2 separate regions of the Gossypium hirsutum genome follow, and region 2 is linked to region 1. Evidence: chromatin contacts called from public Hi-C data. All regions are on one chromosome and are shown on one strand. Each heading gives the region's core, a stretch centred on a gene start, on an enhancer-like site or on the middle of the called end of the contact. The rest is flanking DNA. Distances are from core to core; before and after follow the strand shown. Region 1 holds the start of LOC107912928 (E3 ubiquitin-protein ligase DA2L). Region 2 holds the start of LOC107912931 (probable glutathione S-transferase).

Region 1 (2,635 bases), core at 84-2,583:
AAAACCATACTCATATTCAACTGCAACTAATTTTAAAAGCTAACCACACATGAATTAACATTCAATAAAAACCAGTAAACAAGGGCTCATTCTAAGCAGTGACTGATAAAGCAAAAGGATAAAAAGAGCATGATATTTACAATTGGATAGCAATTAGCAAGCATAAGAAGAAAGCCAATGAGATAAATACAAACCAAAAAGCAAATTGGGCATTCTTCAAGATCAGAACAGCATTCTTCATCGCCAGGATAGCAAGGAGCAAGCTTCGATTCAAGTATCAGCTTTCTTAGTTTCTTAATATCCACATCTTTATGAACATACAACCCTTGTGGGCGTGTATACTTCTCATCGACGACTTGCCTCCGCCTTCCCAACTTATTACCCATCAAAAAGAATATCCCAAAACTGTATCCCCTAACTGTTCTCTTTCCTTCTTCTTCTTCCTCTAATTCGACCCAATATTTGATTATTTTTCAAATTCTTCAAGACAAAAACCAATCAAAATAGCTGCAAATTTGGTTTTTGGTAAATTGGTTTACTAAAAATTACCAATTATGAACAAATAATCACGTAGAATCTACAACCATAATTCGTAGTTTTACAACATAATCAAACACACACACTACATTAAAACTGAATTCTAATCCAAACAAACAATAGTTCATTATCTAAAATCATGCCCCATGAATCCTGCAAGTGCAATAAAAAAAAAAACCTTGAAATTAAACATATATATTAATAGTTAAACATGCTTCAAAATGTAATATAGAAACCAAAATTTGATTAAAAAGAAAACGCTAAGTTCTGAATTACAAAAGGAAATTTAACTTACCAAGTCCAACTTTCACAGCTGAATTGGCCAGTGTAATCCTTCCCGAAACATGGCCATACCTATAATTAAACCAAAGAAAGAAAAACATTAAGACTAAAAAGAACAAAGTAAAATCATTGCAAAAACAGATTCACTTACAAGGAAAAATACAAATTCGAACCAAAAGACAAAGCTTTTGAACAGAAGAAAATCGAAGCAAACGAAAAGAAAAAACAGAACTTTACTAAATTATGGGCAAATTGAGAGAAGAAAGAAACTGACCTTGAAACCTGAAAGGGAATTGGCGGAAGCGAGTTTAGGGGCTTAAAAGAAAGAAAAGGAAAGAAAGGGAAAGACTTTGGCAAGGAGAATGGAAACACAATCTCAACTTTCTCTCAGAAAAAGAAAGAAAGAAAGAAATTTTATTTTTATTTCTTGTTGTAAATTGTTTATATTATTTCATAAATAAAAATTCGCATACACGTATTTGTTCTTTTTTCTTATTCATTTTTTGGTTTCTTTCGGCGTTTGGATGGAGACTCGTAGATATAAAGACAAACAAAATACGAGAAAATGTTATTATTTTTATTTTACAAAAAAGAAAAAAAATACTGTAGTGATGTTTTCTATAACTGCAATATTATTTATTGCTCTAATTGTTAATTGTTAATTTTAAATTTTCTACTTAAAATTTTAGTATATTACTCTCTATTTTTATTTATTTTATTTTAGTATGAATTTGAATTCTTTAACGTCTTAGCAATTTAATGATATTTGGTTTTCTTATTTTTCAATTTTTACAAATTAAAGTCATTAAGTTTTTTACTTTTTTATTTATTAATATTTAAGTTGTTGAATTATTTTTTAAAATGAAAATATTATACAAATCCAAGTGAATGATCATTTTTCTTTTCATTTGAATTAATTTATCATGGAAAACTTTTAAACTACTTTTCTGAAAGAATGCATACAAATTACATTTTTTTTTAAAAAAATGAAAGGAACGAAGGGATAATTGAAATTAATTAATCTATTCTTTTTATTAATTCACTAAATCATCCAAGTTTTTGTTAATTATATGAAAATGAATAAGTATATTGAATATTCTATCGGATTTTTATGTGATGAATGTAATTTTTTTATTTAATTATAATGTGTGACATGGGATCTATTTGATTTTTGTAAATACGACATATTTTATGGTTAATTATTTATTTATTTATTTGAAAAATTAATTCATTAATTCATTAATGAGTGAAATCATACAATTCAGAGAAAAAATAGTAAATATTTGTCATCTATTGAAGGATAATATTTAAATTATTATGATACATTGACAATTGACCTTGTTACAACTCATATACAACATATTTAGAGTGATTGCAAGCACTTAATACAATAAGGAAATCAGGTCCAGATGGTCCAAAGCGCGGAGTAAAAATTAATAAAAAAAATTGAGCATTCATCAAAACAACAACAAAATCATCCTTAAATTTATTTGTAAAATTACTACTACATACATAAGAAATATTAAAAAACTTGTTATAAGGGGATTATTTATTTAAAAAAAACTACTTATTAGTGATTAATTTGGAAGAAAAATGTATTTAAATTTGAAAAAAAAAAAGAAAAGAAAAGAAAGGGATGATTAAGTTTGAGAATTAAAGAAGGAAAGGGTGGAGTAGTAAAGGAGGAAAGGATCAAATCAACACCACTCCAATTTAGTTTACTGTTTACTTCTCTCCCCCTCTTACCCGCGCGTCTTTTTCAATCGCCTTCTCCCTTCTTTATCTTTTGTATTATATGTTTTCATTTTTTAATTAT
Region 2 (2,635 bases), core at 70-2,569, 270 kb after region 1:
AAGAGTTAAAATATAATTTTATAATTATTAATTTAAAATATTATAAATTTCATTTAAAATATTAAAAATCTAAATAAAAAAAACTTCATTGAGAACTGGATTCCTTACTAACCTCATTGAATTCGTCACTAACATAAACCTAATCTAACCAAACCCACCCTAATAAAACTTATAAATAAACCTAGACTGAAATCACATAATTTAGAGTTTTTGAGATACATATTATTTTTCTTTTATTGATTGATTTCCAATATATATATATACTACTTATTAATTATTTTATTGAATTAATTTCACTCATCAACTGAGTTAAAAGAAATTACTCAAAAATATTTTTATTTACAAAATAAATTATATAACTATGAAAATATTTTTTATCTTTTTATAAATAAATAAAAAATTATTCGTAGTAAAATTTGAACCAAAAGACACTATGCATATTAAACTTTTTTATTTATCATTTAAACTAAACCTATTTTTTAGTTTTCATTTGAAACTTCTATAAATATATTTATAATTCTAAAATTATATATATATATATGAATAATGTTATTGATTAAACTAGTGTCATAAATAATTTCACATATATAAGTCGTGTGATAAAATTTTTAATTTGTATTAAATTTATGATATAATTAATAATACAGTCAACCAAACTCCAATTTATATAAAAAAATTATTAAAATATATTACACAATACAATGTATTATTATAAAAATATTTTTATTTTTTTACCTTTTATTTAAAAATTCGATTTAATTCGTGATTCAATGAATTTAAACATTAAATTTTACTAAAAAAAATTCCACTCCCTTTTCAATAAATATAGTATTAAATAATTTTCTTTCACCTAAACCATATTTTGATCATTATTTAGGTTAGTTAGGCAAAAAAATCTTCTCAAATTTTTTCAAATTTGAAATTTAATAAATTGGTTTCTTTAAAAAAAATTAGAGTAATTTAATATTTTTTAATTTTAAAAATAAGCAATTAAAGATAATTAATTATAATTTTAAATTTTTTATTAATTGTACATTATTTTGATTAGTATAATAATACATTTAGCCTTCAAAGTTTATATATTCTATCAATTTGGTCTTAATTTAATAAATTTATTTATGCTGAGGCTAAATTATGTTAAACTTTTTAAAATTAAGGCCAAAATGATAAAATATGTAAATATTAAAGATTATATTTATTGTTATATTAATCAAAATTATGTATAATTAAAAAAGATATGAATTTCATGATTAATTATTTTAATTTCTCATTTTTAAAATAAATAAAGATGAGTTACTTCAAAACATTGAAGTCACAGAAAAATTGAATAAAAGAAATATCATAGAAAAACCTACCAACCCTCCTATAAATATACTCTGACTCCCCCTTCAGAATCAGAGAAAAACAAGTAAAATCCAAAAGAAACCCAAGATTATAAATTTAGTATCGATTTGAGTATTTGAATAGTTTAGATTACAAGAATGGCAGGGGAATTAGTATTGTTGGATTTCTGGCCAAGTCCATTTGGGATGAGATCCAGGATTGCTTTGGCTGAGAAAGGGATACCATACGAGTACAGAGAAGAAGATTTGAGGAACAAGAGTGATTTGTTGCTGCAGATGAACCCTGTTCACAAGAAAATCCCTGTTCTTATCCATAATGGTAAACCCGTTTGTGAGTCTGTCATTCAGGTTCAGTATATTGATGAGGTCTGGCATGATAAAGCTCCTTTGATCCCTTCTGATCCTTATCAAAGAGCTGTTGCCAGATTCTGGGTTGATTTCGTTGACAAGAAGGTGCTTTCTTTTACTCGTTTAAGTCTCTACGTTTCTGCTATGATTGTTCAATGGGCTGACTTGATTTTAGATTATGTTTTGATTTAGTTTCCATTTTGGGGAGGGGGGTGGTTCTGGGCTGCAAATAGGACGGCAACAGAGTGGCAGGAATTGCTTAATCTATAGGATTTTATTATACCACTACTATATAGGTTAAACTCAACCCTTCTCTTATGATTGAAACATTTGGGATAAGTGAAGGAAATCTAATGGACTCAAATTGAGATGAACAGTATTTTTTCAATAAGTGATATTGGGTTACACTAACACAACTATAGAGATACTTCCATTTTTCATTTGTTCTGAATGTGTAAGTTGAACTTAACCAATTTAGAAAGCTTGATTTTATTGGTTGCAAATGTTATGCTTACAGCTCATCCACAACTAAGTCCATTATTTTAATATTCTAGATGATATTGGCTTGCTTACTCACTTTCAACCTATTCTAGTTGCAATTATTGCAACTTTTTCACTATCCACAACTAGATCTAATTATCAATGATGATAATTTATGACCATGATTACTGTTTGAATTCTTTAGCTATGCAGGGAGAACAAAAACATTTTCTTGATGTTCTATGATTATTCATATTCATGTCATTATATGTTTTTCATGTTGAGGGAGAGATGAAACTAAAAATAAATGTGGAAATTATTACTGACTGAATAGAACTCTAATTCTCCAATATTGTAATGTGAAGTGCAGATATATGACCTGGGGAGCAAAATATGGAAGACAAAGGGAGAAGAACAAGCAAATGCAAAGAAAGAATTTATTGAGTGCCTGAAGCTGTTGGAAG

Evidence for each region. A called contact is a pair of places that touch in the nucleus more often than the background predicts.
Region 2: a contact with region 1 is called in a Hi-C map of leaf, with 2.4 times the contacts expected there. The contact joins the promoter of LOC107912931 here to the promoter of LOC107912928 in region 1. A contact is called at or near these places in 2 of 34 Hi-C or Micro-C datasets (both in leaf).

What each region holds. Positions count from the first base shown.
Region 1 is chrA13:98,640,212-98,642,846 of Gossypium_hirsutum_v2.1, forward strand. LOC107912928 (E3 ubiquitin-protein ligase DA2L) reads right to left here and starts at 1,334. Exons shown (of 10, transcript XM_016841318.2): 1 at 1,094-1,334; 2 at 833-891; 3 at 195-690. The coding sequence starts at 386.
Region 2 is chrA13:98,913,556-98,916,190 of Gossypium_hirsutum_v2.1, forward strand. It overlaps LOC107912931 (probable glutathione S-transferase), which reads left to right and starts at 1,320. Exons shown (of 2, transcript XM_016841321.2): 1 at 1,320-1,796; 2 at 2,542-2,635. The coding sequence starts at 1,482.